Regions from separate parts of the Sus scrofa genome. Here regions 2 and 3 are each linked to region 1. Evidence: chromatin contacts called from public HiChIP or PLAC-seq data. All regions are on one chromosome and are shown on one strand. The core of a region is the stretch at or near the end of the contact, and the rest is flanking DNA. Distances in the headings are between cores, read along the strand shown.

What was found. HiChIP or PLAC-seq counts read pairs in DNA pulled down with a chosen protein or histone mark.
Region 2: an H3K27ac HiChIP or PLAC-seq map of skeletal muscle shows a contact between it and region 1, with 3 times the contacts expected there. The contact joins the promoter of LOC100525140 here to the promoter of LANCL2 in region 1. A contact is called at or near these places in 3 of 47 Hi-C or Micro-C datasets (fetal liver, liver and mesenteric adipose tissue) and 1 of 2 datasets of contacts at active chromatin or transcription factors (skeletal muscle).
Region 3: an H3K27ac HiChIP or PLAC-seq map of alveolar macrophages shows a contact between it and region 1. The contact joins the promoter of DBNL here to the promoter of LANCL2 in region 1. A contact is called at or near these places in 1 of 47 Hi-C or Micro-C datasets (embryonic fibroblasts) and 1 of 2 datasets of contacts at active chromatin or transcription factors (alveolar macrophages).

The regions. Positions count from the first base shown.
Region 1 is chr18:48,548,574-48,553,724 of Sscrofa11.1, forward strand. LANCL2 (lanC-like protein 2) reads left to right here and starts at 2,179. Exons shown (of 8, transcript XM_021079342.1): 1 at 2,179-2,657. The coding sequence starts at 2,469.
Region 2 is chr18:48,777,953-48,783,103 of Sscrofa11.1, forward strand. It overlaps LOC100525140 (up-regulator of cell proliferation), which reads left to right and starts at 2,569. Exons shown (of 7, transcript XM_021079349.1): 1 at 2,569-2,693. The coding sequence starts at 2,680.
Region 3 is chr18:48,723,231-48,728,381 of Sscrofa11.1, forward strand. It overlaps DBNL (drebrin-like protein), which reads right to left and starts at 2,462. Exons shown (of 13, transcript XM_005673326.2): 1 at 2,282-2,462. The coding sequence starts at 2,364.

The sequences.
Region 1 (5,151 bases), core at 929-3,428:
CTGGTGTTGCTGTGGCTGTGATGTAGGCTGGCAGCTACAGCCCAGATTGGACCCCTAGCCCAGGAATTTCCATGCGCTGAAAGTGCACCCCTAAAAAAAAGCAAGAAAAAAGAAATCAATTGCCCACTGGTCTCACCACACCTGGGGTTTGTTTGGGACGGGCAGATCGTTAATCCTTGCCCCATCCGCCTCCCTCACACAGAAGAGTTGGGAAGGCTGCCCTCCCTATCTAAAGATGTGGTTTAGCATAAGATAATTAAAAAGCTGTCATTTCAAGGCACTGGCTGAGTCTTTATACTACTGAGGAGTGGCCACCAGAGGAAGAGGGTCTTAAGGATCCCAGGTCTGCTGCTGTGGACGCCTCCTGGCGATGGGAAAGGGAAGAAAGACCCGCACTCCTCCGCGCAGGAACCTGTGGGTCAGGCGGCATTCAGGAAAATTCGCCCATTCATTAAATGGAGTTTAGCTATTTTGGTCTCGGAAAATACTGGTTGTCCTTAGGATAAGTTTGTGTACTTGCCAGTGGCTGTCCACGGCCGTCCTAGATTGTAAGACACATGAGGAAAACTGTCTTTACCTCACATCCGGTTGTGGACAAAACGTTGGCTGCCGTCAGGTAAACAGGGAATGTTGCCGCTCTCAAGCCACCTGCCGCTGCAGCTGCCTTCAAAGGTGTGCTCGAAGGGGAGTCGGGGTGGAGAAAAACAGGACACTGGCCCTGGATAGTTAAGATGCATATCAAAGGAATGATATCAACGTCCAGACGCTTGCATCTTCCCATAGAAAGGCACAGCCCTAAAATGATTAACTTGCGACGTCTGGGGGTGTTGTGTGTGTGTGTGATTAGCATTCATCTCCCAATGTTCCACATTTTGGTTTTCAGCAAAAACTCCCCCTGACCTCTGGACTGTTCCTCAGAGCTATCTGAGAGGGTGCCATCCATGGCTATCATCCTCAGTAAAGCTGCCGAATAAAGCATAATTCCCAACTTTTAGGCTGTGCGGTTTTTTTTCAGTCAACGGGGGGAGGGTGTAGAAAGAGGTCAAAGGTCACCAGGCTTACCTTAGCAAAGCCAGCAGCCGAGGTTTCTGCCCCATCTACCTGCAGTGTTCAGTCCAAATAACAGCTTTGGGGAACCTCTGCTGTGGGCTGTTTTGTTTCGCAAAGTCCCTGAGGTGGGAGAGGATGGCTCCCAAGACAGGTGAGCATCAGTGGTTAGGAGACTGAATTCCCTACGTGGTAAAGGCGTCAGAACTTGGGGGCAGTTAGGAAGTGTCCTTCAGGGAGTGGGGGAGAAAGATGGACTCTTGGACAAAGGAAGGAAGCAGGAAAGTGGAGCAGACCTCCAAGGCATCCTGCTGTATCAGCTCTTTTCCTTGAACTCCGAGGATATTTATGCTGAGTAACCAGTTTATAATGATTTTCTCCCACAGTGGGATTTCCCACGGTCATCCTACAGGTAAGGCAGTTTCACACGTGCATCTTTGTACAGTTGGGGGAGAGGATGAGACAGGCAGGAGTGGGAAGCCAGGCCACGGAGGCAGGAAGATGGAGCCTTCCCTGTGCTTGGTTTGGTTCTCCTACATCATGTCACTTCTTGATACAGTTCAGTACACTATGCACATCTTGCCTGGTTCCAGAAAAGTATCCATAACGTACTGTGCTGTGCTTACCTTTTCCCACCCACTAACCTGGAATCCCAAGAGCAGAAACTTCCTTTTGTCATCACCTAGTACCATCAGGCCCTCAGTCGATGTTCAAACAGGGGTGGGTGGGTGGGGGGACTAGAATAAGGTATTTTCCTCCCGAAGAGGAGAAATCATTGCATCTGTTTGGTTCCAAATAATTAAGGAAACAACAAGAAGAACAAAGAGAACCAATAAAGAGTGTTAACCATGTTGTGGTTATATAAATGCAGATTTATTTGCTTGTATCATTTTATTATACGGGTCATCTTCCTCAGCAATTAAACGCATACTGGAGGAATTTTCGGGTCAATGAAATATTTAGGTGATTAAATATGCTATTATCTTAGCTGCTGTTCTCAAAGCTACCCGTTTACCCAACACAGGGGCACCGAAAACCCAAAAGGAAAAAAAATGCGGTGGCTCCTCCTCCAGAGTCCCCCCTCCCCCGACGGCGGGATGACTGGGAGGGACCGCGCCCTCCCCGGAGACGCTGTCCTCGCGGCGCCGCCGGCCGGCCGGCCGGAGCCAACTCCACCGAGGGGACCCCGCAACCGCGGCGCCCGGGTGGCAGCGATCCCGCCACAGCCTCCCCGAGGGCCCGTCCGGAGCCGGGGCGGGGCGGGGCGCCCTCCGCAACCACGTGTGCCCGCCTCGCAGCGCTGCGCGCCCGCCGCCTTTCCCGGGCTCGCCCGCGGCCCGGCCGGAGCGCCTCGCCGGAGGTTTGTCCCCGCTCGCTCGCCGTAGCGCGCGGCCCCGCGGAGCGCAGGGCGCGCGGCCGACATGGGCGAGACCATATCCCGGAGGCTCTGGTTCCAGGGGGACTGGGACGCGGAAATGGAGGAGCGGGCGTTCCCCAACCCTTTCCCGGACTACGAGGCCGCGGCCGCCGTGCCGGCGGAGGAGCCGCCATGTGCTCGCCCTGCGCTCACCCCGGAGGAGCTCGGCCTCCCTTTCCACAGCGACGGGAAGGTGAGTCGGCGGCCCGACCCTGGCGGCGCCGGGCGGGGGGCGCCGGCGGTGGTAGCGTCCACCCGCCGCGCCTTGGCCGCGCGGACGTCACCCTCCCGCGCCGCGCGCTGCGCCGGGGTCGCGGCCGGGGTCCCGCCGCGGGGGTTTGGGGGATGCGGGGGGTCGTGGGGTGCGGGAGGCTCGGCTGGACGGGGGGAGGTGGGGGCCGGCGACGCGGCTCCTCTGCCTGGCGCGGAGCTGCGGCCCTTCCCGGACAGCAAGGCCCCGGGAGGCGGTGGACCTCTGGACTGTTAGCCCTTCTCCTCCTGGGGGGCGCCCCTTGGCCCTCGTGCCTTTGAAACAGTGCCGGCCGGGGCTCCGGGGTCGGTTCTTGCAGATCTGCTTGTTACTGAGAGCCCCCCGCAGAGCTGCAAATCGTCCCCGCTGACCGCCTGTTGGTATTTTTCCCGATGGTGTTGTCGCCTGTTGGTGTTATCGTCAAGCCTGAGCCCTGGGTCCCCTGCCCTTGGAATTTATGACGAGGGAACGCCAACCCCACAGCATTGCTCCTACGTAGTAGTACGACTTTGATGGGTCTGGTCTGTGCATCCAGGAGTTGGAAAGGGAATGAATATCGGAACTAACGTTAATTGGGCAGGGGAAAAGGGAACATCAAGGAGTAGGTGAATGCGTATCAGCACAACTGCTCTCGTGTTTGGTGAAAACCATACAGTGATCCGTTAGGTTACCGTTTTTCCACGATTTTCTGTCCCAACTCCTAAGGTACCTCCTTGGCTCCCCATGTGTTTTGCATTTGAGAAGGTTTAAGGTCGCCCAAATTAAGGCAGTTTTGAAAGAGCTTTTGGTCCGAATATGGACTCTTAGGCAAGTGACTTCTCTAAATCTCTCTTTTCTTGTATGTAATTAAAAACTGGAGAACAATGTCTAATTCACAGGGTTGTTAGCGAATCAGGTAAGGTATGTAAGTGATCTGGCGAACTGCCTTATGTGGTACCTCCTAGGCCCCCAATCAATGCATCCTCTTTCTTATTACCCTTGGAAATACAGCGCTGGTGGTTTAGAATTTATATGTCAATATTGATTTTTCTCTAGATTTCTTCTGTTGTCACATACGTTTTGTTGTGTTTGTGACTTAGTGTCCTAATCCTTCATAGTAAAAATAAATTTCTGGCCGGCATTTTAAAAAATCCATCATCCATACTTAATAAGGAGTCTATTGCAATAGTAAGAGGTGAGCGAAAGGAACTCCCGACCACTGCTTGAGTCTCCATGAAAACAGTAAGGGGGTGGAAACATACTGATTTTCCGCTTTAGGGAAGGAGATAAACACACTGGTTCTGAAATGGCATCTTTTTCTCCTTACCCTTTATATTTGGTAAATGTGATTTTGACGCCAACTCTATACCAGACTGGCTTATGTAAAAGTAAATTGAACCACAAATAACTAATGGGGCTTGTGATATCTCCCCACAATGAAACAATTAAAATAAGTCAAGGTGGGGACATATTTATAAAATAAGTTGTTGTATTATATGCTAACGGAAAGGAGAAGTGTTCTTTCAATATTCTTTCAGGTTCTTGAACAAGAAAGTGAGTACTTTAAAGGGGAGAGGGATTTCTGATTTCAAGAGGCATAAAGAATGCTTAGATTTAGGAAGATTGTCAGATTAAATTAAATCTTGTGTATAGATTATGATTAGCATACTATTACATTTTTAATTCTTAAAATATTAAGAACGTAATTTAAAAAGTTATTCAGCTATGCATTTGTTTTGATAGACATGAAAGTTCATGAAAATGAGAGTGTTACGGGTTCACTTGGGTCTCCCCATAAGATGAAGTCCTAACCACTGGAACTTTAGAATGTGACCTTATTTGGGAATAAGATTATGTTAGAGGTAATTAGTTGAGAGATTAAGGTCATACTGGAGTAGGGTAGGCTCTTAATTCAGTATAACTGGTGTCCTTAGAAGAGAAACAGAGATGCACAGGGAGAAAGAAGATGACCGAGCAGTGATACAGGTGGAGATTGGAGTGATGCATCTGTAAGCCAAGGAACACCAAGGATTGGCAGCCAACACGAAGCTACAAGAGGCAAGGAAGGAGTCTACCCAGAGTCTCAGAGGGAGCATGGTCCTGCCAGTACTTGATTTTGGACGGAGGGCCTGGAGAATTGTGAGACCATTAACTTCTGTTGTCTTAGGCCACTTAGTTTGTTTCAGTACCCTAGAAAACGAATACAGAGGGTACTTTGTAACTTAGTCATTGAGGAGTAATTGTGTCTGTGACGGTGTTAATAATTTTATCATGTGTGCTGCTGATGAGAAAAGATTACATAAAATCTACCAACACAATATCTTCATTACTAAGTGCTTTTCAGGTCATTTATTTGGTCTCATTTAGGTTAGCTGTTTATATATTGTGGTGTAATCAGTAAAATTCACTTAAAATTTTAAAACCAGCTTAGGCCTACTTCACTGAATTAGGTCTCTGT
Region 2 (5,151 bases), core at 1,319-3,818, 230 kb after region 1:
AGTTTTTTGGTCTCTATTACTGCCTTGTTTTCTGTTTGGCTCTTTTTCTTTTTGTAATGATATATTTTAATTCCCTTCTCATGTATACTTTTCTGTATATTCTATAGATATTTTCTTTGTGGTTACCTGGGGATTACATATAACAGTCTCAAGTTATAACACAATCTAATTAGGATGTTACCAACTTGACCTCAATTGCGTACAAAAACTCTACTCCTATACTGTTCTGTTTCCTCTTCATCTTATTAATATCACACATTACATCTTTATACATTGTGTGTCTAATAACATAGACTTATAATTTAATAATTATTTTAATGCATTTGTCTTCTGCTGAAATACAAAGTGGAGTTTCTGCCAAAATTAAGGTAATACTGGTTTTTATATTTGTCCAGGTATTCATCAGATCTTGACATCTTCATGCTGCTGTAAGTTACTGTCTAGCATCCTATCATTTCAAACTAAAGGACTGCCTTCACTATTTCTTACAGATCAGGTAGTATACAAATAAGTTCTGCTCTGTTCCATCCAGTTCAAGGTGATGGGGTCAGGGGAGTGGGAAGCAGGATGCTACCTGCTCAAGAGCAAGACCACTGCCACACTGGCGAGGGTGTGGGGCAATAGTAAGTGAAAATGCCACAAAACCTTCCTGCCATTTTAAGGATGACCTTTTCTTGCTTGCTGTAAAATTGGGACTTTTCCAGAGCTCCTACGAAATTAGTTCAGACAGCTTCTGGTTGTTTTCTTCATGTTTCTGTGGGAAAAGGAGTGCTTGAACTTCCTAGTCTGCCATTTTGTCAAAACACTGGTTTTTAACCAATTAAATTTGCAGTGATAAATTGTGAAATTTATTGAGAGTTTTGGGAAGTTGGCACTCCCATCAGTGCTGATGATCGTGCTGGGACAGCAGTCTGTGTGTGCGCGTCTGTGTGTGTATGTGTATATGCGTGTCTGTAAATATGTGGACTAGCTTATATGTGTGTGCGTGCGAGAGATTATGTATGTATCTGACGAGATTAAAAACACTAGTATTATCTGACTCCGAGGAACCTGGCCTAAAGAAATACTCATGGATATGTATGGGGAGTTTGGGCTATAAGAATATTTATTCCTTTCCTTACAATAATGAAATACTAGTAGAAAGACATATGTTTAATAAGAGGGGTTGGTTAAAGGTGGTCCAGCACACAGTGAAATGCTACATACCTGGTAAAACTCATCCTGAGGAAGAATAATTTCATCGAACTGACATTATTATTTCCAAATAGATTTTAACACCAACTGCTTATTTAAAAAAAGGATCTAAGCGCCCTCATTCCAGTGGCAGTCATTACTGTCGTGAATCAGGCCATTTAGCAGCTGCCCACTCCCCAAACGCTTCTGTAACCCTGGTCCTCTTGGACTTACCCCGACTTTGGGTCTCACAAGTCCTGTGGCTTTACTTACAGAGTATTAATTCTGAACTCTGAACTCAAGGCAGCGACTGTAAGATCCATTTTCGGAACCAAGGAGGCTGCAGGGATTCTTGGGAGGTTGAGACCATTTACCAGGCAATGCATTAACCACTTTACAAATATTAATTCATTCAATTCTCATAGAGACGAAGAGACCTATTTTATTATCCTCGTTTTTCAACTGAGGAAGGTAGAGCCCTGGGAAGGTTCTAACTTGCCTCACGTTCCAGAGCTAGTGATTGGTAGAGTTGAGATTTCAACCCAGGTATGATTTCAACCCAGAGCCTAGGCTTTCACTCACAGCTTTTGCTTTCTCTTGTTCTTATTAGTGGACGAATAATACTTAACATAAGAGAAATGTCATCAACAATGGTTTTCATTGTCCAGAGCTTTTTATTAAGTGTTTTTACTTGCAAGAGGCCATTTACCTGTGAAAATTCATTTTGCTGAGACAGGAACGGAGGCTCCATGTACCCAGAGTAGATGCTGTGAAACCCAGTGCAGGACGTCCAGACTCAATATTATTGATAAACAATACGATGCGAATAATGATAAAAAGTGCCCACGCTCCTCAGGGCTTCACAATGTGAATTCACACACGTTTTACAAGAGCTAACTGGCTCTCAGAGGCCAGCGACGCGGGCGAGACAGCACATCACGTAAGAAACAGCAGTTATTGCTTTGCTCAACAACAACGCCTTGCACGCCAGAGCTGAAGACAAGGCTTTTCGCAGGGAAATGAAACTCACATCGCAGGGAGGTGTGGACCTCACCTGGCTGCTGCCGCTGCTTCGTGGCCCCTGGGCAGGTTCTCGGCCGCACTGGCCCCGAAGGCGCCTCCCGAGGAGTCCTGGCCCGCGGGCACCCGGGCACCTGGGCAGATGGGCGGGTCCGGGCTGCGGGTCGCGGCGGACCGCCCTCGTGCCCGTGGCAACCCCGTGCCCCCGCCGCCCCCGGGCCGCGCCGAGCTGACCCCGGGCCGCCTCCCCGAGGTCCCCCGCCCCCGCCCGGGCCGCTCCGCGCCGGGACCCGGGCGCCCTCCGCCGCCGCCGGGGCCGCTCGCACCCTTCTCGGGCCGCCTCGGCGCCCTCCCCGCGCCCCCGCCGCCGGGAGCTGCCCCGGCGGGCGGCGGGCGGCCGGCGGCCGGCGCGAGGCCCCTCCCCGGCGGAGTCGCTCAGCGCGGAGGAAGCGGAGGCGGCGGCAGCGCCGAGACCTCGCCGCGCTCATGGCGTCGCCCGGGTGAGTGCGGCGCTCGCGGCCGCGCTGGGGAGGGGGCTGCGGGGTGGGGGCTGCGGGCGGCCGGCGGCGGGCTGCGGCCCTTCCCGGCCGGCGGCCCCGGACCCCCGCCCGCCGGCGCGCCAGGCCCCGCGGCCCTCTCCTGCCGACCTTGGGCGGAGGCGGCCGGGGCGGGGGCGGGCGGAGACGGGCGGGGGGCGCGGGCGGAGTGGGGATCGCGGCGCCGGGGGCGGGATCCGGGGCGGGGGGCGCGGGGGCCGGGGCCCGGCAGCGCGGGCGCGGCCCCCCCCCGGCGCCCCCGGCCTGGAGCCGCGGCGCCCGCCACCCCGCCTTCCGCATCTCTTTTCTCCGCTTGCTCGCGTTGGAGTTGATGCTGGGTTCTCGCCGCCGTCGGGACGCAGCCCGAAAGTCCCCACCGTCGGCAGCGAGGGCCGGGCAGACCCTGCTTCGGCCTGGCCTGGGCCTCCTGCTTGGGCCGGGCCGCGGGCCGGGTTACAGGGGGTGCCCCTATTCTGACATCATCTCCATTCTCCTGTCCTGGCGTTAAAACGTGATTTCTTTTCGGAAATGCGGGTGACACACAGAGTTTGCAATTTTATACAATCCTTACTGCAAAATAAAACCTCGGCCATTCATTATGATTACTTTTTGTTTTGGTAATTTAACTAGTCTCGAAAGCTGGGCATGACAGAATTAATCCAACAGCCACGCTTCGCAGAGGAGGAAGATTCGTCTCAAGGTCATTGCTTTAGTTGGTATTGGACTTTATTTGACTGTTGTCCATCATCCAGAGTGTCTTCAAGCTTGTGGCTGGCATAGCCGTTCAAGTTCATCCTCACACCTCACAAAGGGCTTTGACTGGGGCGGGGTTGGCGTGGGGGCTGCTGGGGGTGGCGATGGTGGCCCTTAGGCCCCTTGCCCGTGAGGCCCGAGCCGTGCCCTGAATGCACTGGGCCTGCATGGAGCAAGCTGCGTTTGACTCGAGCCAAGTCATGGGCATTTTCCATCTACCTGCAGTCTTTCGAGGTTCGGGGAGGAGCAGTCAGGAGTACCCAGTACTTTGAGCTTGTAAATAGAATAAATAGCTCATCTCTCAGAAGGCCAGGCTGATTCATCGAGAGGTTGAAGGTCCCACTGCATTCCCAGCCCTCTTGTCACAACAGGGTGAGGCAGAGCAGGCTGAAGGCAGCAGGAGGGAGGCTAAGCCTGTGTGCCGCTGCCATGAGACCTTTACAAAAGTGATGGGGCATTTGGCATCCAAGCCCTCTACTTGGTAGATCTGGGTCTATTGGGGCGGTCGTGCTAAACTCTGTCCCTGTGTCAGGTGGTCTTAGTGCAGATTTGATATTTGCAGTTCTGTGTATGAGCTACCTCCCAAGTCTGCGTTTGGCATTAATTTCTGAGGCATACCCATGGCAAAGCTGCCACAAAGTGTTTAGTGGACTTTATTTTTTTTAATGATTTTTATTTTTTTCCATTATAGTTGATTTACAGTGTTCTGTCCGTTTCTACTGTACAGCACAGTGACCCTGTCGTATGTAGTATACTTTATTTCATTTCATGGAAAGAACCATGTGCTTATGTACGAATGTGGGGACGGTTCACACCTCAAGAGGTCTGTACGCTTTGCTGGTAGACCAGAGTCTAGCCAGCGAGGCCTGGTTTCCTAGGATTCTTTGATCTCTCTCAAGTCAGCAGACGTTCAGCCTCCTAGACTAGGTGCTGTGGGAACAAGTCCAACGATTCAAGGCAGGGATGGGAGGGGAGCCTTTCTTTCTGCTGGGCTGGTCATGGAGAAGCCTCCGAATCTGGCGTTCTTTTCTTTTTTTGAACATTTTTTGAAATTTATTTTTTTAATCAAGGTATAGTTGATTTACAGTGTTGTGCCAATTTCTGCTGTACAGCAAAGCGACCCAGTCGTTCATATGTATACACATTCCCTTTCTTATATTATCTTCCATCATGGTCTATCCCAAGAGACTGGGTATAGCTCCGCGTGCTATACGGCAGGACCGCACTGCTGATCCATTACCAAGTGTAGTAGTTTGCTCACTCCGAGCTTCCCGGTCCATCCCACTCCCTCCCCACTGGTGTTATTTTCTTTTCTCTTTTTTTTTTTTTTTTTTTTTTTTTGTCTTTTTGCCATTTCTTGGGCCGCTCCTGCGGCACATGGAGGTTCCCAGGCCAGGGGTCGAATTGGAGCTGTAGCCACCGGCCTACACCAGAGCCACAGCAATGCGGGATACGAGCCGCGTCTGCAACCTACATCACAGCTCACGGCAACGCCGGATCGTTAACCCACTGAGCAAGGGCAGGGACCGAACCCGCAACCTCATGGTTCCTAGTCGGATTCGTTAACCACTGCGCCACGACGGGAACTCCTGGTGTTCTTTTCTAAGTGACGATTTCCATGCGAGAGCTGGGAAGGAAAGAAGAAACCCTGAGAGGTTTTGAGGCCCTT
Region 3 (5,151 bases), core at 1,212-3,711, 170 kb after region 1:
CCACGCCTCTGACTTCATTCCCCTCCACTGAGCTCCAGCTTAAGCCACCTTCTTGATTATTCCCAGTTCAGAGGCTCAGCCCACAGTCAACCAAATTCTGCTCTTCTTTCAAACCAACATGGAAAAAAAAAAAAAAATATGCTGGCTTGTGAAGGCATACGGCACAAGGAGCATGGGCTGCTGAGCTCCTTATATTTCCGTCACTTTCCAAAAATGCACACTAAGAACCTGCTTCCCGCCGGTGATGGGAAAATGCAGCCGTGGATAACCCCTAGGAGGCCCTGTCCATGGAATATACTTTCTAAAGGGAGAAAAAAGAAACACAGACATCAACACTAAGATACTGTCAGGTAGTGAAGTGGGTGCAGGAAGTGAGCAAACATGCCACAGGCCAGGGGAAGAACCGCCTGGGGAACCGGGAGAGAGACCCAGCGTGGAGAAGGGCTGCTGTGGCTGCTCCCATTCCCCCTGGCTTCACGGCCTGGCCCAAGGCCCCCGCCTGCACATGACAATGACCTTCCATGCTGGGGGCACCTCTTCTAGCTCTGATATCCTCTACCACTCTCCCTGTACCCCCTCAGTCCATCTGAGCATCGCATCTACTATACATAAACAGCCCTGCCCTGGAGACAGAAAAGGGGCCCACCCCACCATTTCTGAGGGGAAGAAAGGTGACAAGAAAATCCGTGAGGCTGTCTGGCATCTGCCTGGAGGAGTCAAACAGGGAGATGGGAAAATCTGACTGTAGCCAGGGAACCAGGAATCGAGAAAGGCCTCTTTGCAAGGTTTTCTTGTGGCAGAGCAGGTTAAGGGTTCAGCGCTGTCATTGAAGCAGGTCGCTGCTGTGGCACGGGTTCGATCCCTGGCCTGGGAACTTCTATGTGCTGTGTACGTGAGGAAACAAAACAACACGAACAGGCCTCTCTGAGAAGAAGGTAACATGAGAGCTGAGAAGTGAAGTCTGGGGAGCCCCAGGCAGAGGGCGCAGCAAGTCCAAGGGCTCTGAGCAGACATGAGTTTGCGGGTTTAAGGAGGAGAAAGGAGGCGAGAGTGGTGGTAAACTGGTGTGACCAGAGTGTGATAAATAGGAGGGGGTTGGGGAGCCAGGCCATGCAGGGCCTGTCAGCCATGGGGCTTTATTTATGATGCAAGAGGAAGCCGCTGCAGAGTTTACACAGGGAAGTGCCACGGTCTATTTCTTCAGCTCGTGAATGGGACCTGCCCACACTGATGTGGCCCCAGAGAGTCTGCTGACCCAGACAGCTGGTGTTCTGAAGTTCTTTCCCAAGGCCTGGGGGTTAAGAACAGGCAAGGCTACAACGTTCTTAGTGTCACAGAAGTACACTGTCCGAAAGCCACCCTATGCTGGGCACCAGGGGAAGCCAAGAAAGTAGCAGCACTTGACAAGTGGAGAGAGTCATGGTAGCACAGCCACGCCCAGAAGGCCCTTCCCCAGGCAATGGGAAAAAGGCTCCCCAGAGCTGGTCACCTTAGTCCATCCTACTCAGCATATTTCCTAGTGCTCAAAGGTGGCCAGCGAAAACAAGAAGCAGATGGGGAAATAACAGAATCCTCAAGCATAGAAGGACCCTACTTGCAGGACAAAGAGCTTACCCTATGTGTGGGCTGCCCAGGGCTGTCCCAGGGACTTCAGGTCCAGGCTTCCAGTTCTACAAAGTCCCTAACACTGCCAGCCTAGCAAAGGATGTCATTAGGAGGTGGAGGGAGACGGGACCTTTATGGCCAGCAGTGTCCTTTCATTCACCCCCCCATGGCTCAAGCATTGCAGTATTTTTGGGGAAAGGGAGGTTCTGAAATACACGTTCACAAATAACATAGCACCTAGTTCCCTCGACCTCCCTGTTTGACCCTCCAGAGCAAGGCGCCCATTCCTGGTCGGGCTTCCAGACCACTCTGAGGGGCCCATCCCCGAACACAGCGTTTGGAAGAAGCCAGGCGTGGCTTCCGCTTTCTCAGGGAGGGCTGTGAAGGGCCCCTTTGTCCAGGGAAGTCCCCGGGCACGAGAGAAGAACCTGGCGAGGCCATCGAGCACAGAATTCAACGAGGCCCGCGGAACCGAGACTGGTGGCTAGCAGAGGGTACGGGCTGGGGACTCACGGGGTTCCCACGCCGGGTTTAACTTGCCCACGCACGGTGGGGCAAGGGGTGACGAGGCTGGGGGCCGCAGCGCCCCGGATGCGGCGCAGGTACGGGGCGGACAAGACTCCGCGCCCCCTGGCTCCCCTGCCCCCGGCCCGCCTCCGGCCGTCTCGCAACCCACCAGTCGGTCGGGGACTTCTCGTCGACCACTCGCATGTAGGCGTCCTGCAGCGCCGGCCCATTCCGGCTCAGGTTCACAGCCATGGCCGACCCCGCGGTCCCCGCACCTCCACTGCCGCCGCTGCTTCCGGGCCCGGCCCGCCCACGGCGGCCAGAAGCCCCGCCCGACGGCCGGAAGCCCCGCCCCCAACGGCCGGAAGCGGAAGTACATGGGTGAGCGGACTGGCTGGACGTGTAGGGGGCGGGCAAAGGGCCCGCGGCCTGCAGCCGCCCCCGCAGGAGCGGAAGGAGAGAGGGCGCGGCTTTCTGCGCGTCCCCGGGCTGTCCCTCCGAGCTGGGCCAGCTTTGTGGCGAGGGACCCCACCCATCCTCTATGAGCTGTTCTCACGGTGCATTTTCGCTTCTAATTCTTGTCGCAGTTAAAGCACTTACTTGAGAATCTTGGGTTCGCGGCAGGCTCGGGATGCCCCGAGCTTGTGCGGCCCCTCAATAGAAGTCGTATCTATCAATGAAGCATGCGTGAATTGATGAATAGAAGAATAAAAATGAATGAACCAAATGCGGGTCCCACGGCCACAAAACAGACTCAAAGTGCTGTTGGGACTCTTTGATCGCACCTGCGTCTTCCTCTCTAGCTTGGTTGAGGATGGGGTAGCAGAGGAAAGATGAGAACCTGGCCCGTGCTGGTCCCGTTACCAAACCAAACTGGGGTCCACTGGCCCCAGTGCAGTAAAGTGAATCTACTGACATGAGGTTATGGTGAAGGGACGTGCAGTATTTATTGCAGGTGCCAAGCAAGGAGTCCAGGTAGTTACTGCTCAAAAGACCTGAACTCCCCAATGGTTTTCAGGGAAAGGTTTTTAAACACGGGGACGAGGGATTGGGGTGCTCCGTGTGGTGACCAGGTTCATCCCTATGGATAAGGGAAAAGTGGGGAGACCCAGATTCCACTGAGAGAAGACTGAGAGGAGGGGGTCCCTGGTGTGGGAAGCTGGGGGCACTAGGATTCCACTTCCTGCTCTAATGTGTGGGAGCTTTTATCTGCCTGACGGATCAGGGAAGGCGTCTCAGAGGTAACAGTGGAGCAGAGACTGGATTGGGGGATGTGTGTGTGTGTGGGGGGTGCAGCTATGGACGATCTGGGCAGAAGTGTTCCAGAAAGAGGGAGCAGTATGTGTCGGAGCTCTGAGGTGGAGCACAGAGAGAAAGAGCGGGAAGGAGCATGGTGGAGGCTGGATCCTATAGGACCTCGGGGCTTTGGGTTTTATTCCTAGGTGGGATGGAGTCCTTGGTGGGCTTTAAAGAGAAAGGACGTGGTCTAGGGATGTTTTAAGTGTCCCTCTGTCTACTGTGCAGACCCTCTTGGTACCAGTCTCCCTCTCACGCCTGCTTTTCCTGAGTTCCTGTTTCCTTCCGCCATCTCTCGTGTTGGTTAGCTGGTCCTTGGTTCGAGCCTATGAGATGTCTCCACAGGTCACTCCTAGGACCCTTCTCTCCTTAGCGAATTTCTCCATCATTCACACAAGCCTCTGTACGTTTCTTGCATGTGGACAGACTCAGATCTGCCTTACTTCTTGATGCTCTCCTGGTAGATTTAGATGAAAATCCCAGGGCACAAAAGCAGGACTCTGAATGGTCAGTGGCCTCCATACTCTGAGGGCAGTTGACTGTGTCCTGAAGGCATCTGGGCCCAAGAGTAGAGGGAGCACTTTGGCAAACTCCCTCTGGAACCCACCGTCTAGAAGGAATTAACAGCATTACGGAAAAGAGCTGCCTGACAGGCGCAGCAGTGTCCCCCAGTGTTTCAGTCCAAAATACCATAAACCTCGTGGCTTATGAACAACGGAAGTTAACGTCTCATAGTTCTAGAGGGTAGACATCCAAGATCAGGGCACTGGTGGGTTTTGTGTCTGCTGAGAGTTCACTTCATGTTTCACAGACATTCCTCTTCTCCCGTGTCCTCACGTGGTGGAAGGGGAAGGAAGCTCTCGGGGGTTGGGGAGGGTCTTCTTTTTTCTTCTTTTTTATGGCTCTACCTGCAGCCTATGGAAGTTCCCAGGCCAGGGGTCGAATTGGAGCTGCAGCTGGGGCCTATGCCACAGCCACAGCAATGCCAGATCCTTAAGCCCCACCCTGAGCAAGAACAGGGATCAAACCCGAATCCTCATGGACACTCTGTCAAGTTCTTAACCTGCTGAGCCACGATGGGAACTCATTTTATCTTTTTCTTTTTGGATGTACCCATGGCATGTAGAAGCCCCCAGGCCAGGGATTGAATTTGCCACTGCAGCAACCCAAGCCACTGCTGTGATAATGCTGCACTGTTAACCCACTGCACCACAAGGGAACTCTAGGGGGTCTATCTTTTATAAGCACGCCAGTGTCATTCATGAAAGCGCCGCTGTTATGACCTAATCATCTCACAAGGACCCCACCTCCTAATGTTACCTTAGGGCTTAGGATTTCAACATAGGGGAGTTCCCGTCGTGGCGCAGTGGTTAACGAATCCGACTAGGAACCATGAGGTTGCGGGTTCGGTCCCTGCCCTTGCTCAGTGGGTTAAGGATCCGGCGTTGCCGTGAGCTATGGTGTAGGTGGCAGACGCGGCTCGGATCCTGCGTTGCTGTGGCTCTGGCGTAGGCCGGTGGCTACAGCTCTGATTGGACCCCTAGCCTGGGAGCCTCCATATGCCGCGGGAGCAGCCCAAGAAATAGCAACAACAACAACAACAAAATTAAAAAAAAATAAAATAAAAAATAAAATAAAATAAAGATTTCAACATAGGAATTTGGGTGGGTTATGGCGACAGAATCATTCAGACCACAGCAATTAGTGAGGAAGAAGAGATGTTTATTCAAAGGCTTCATTGAA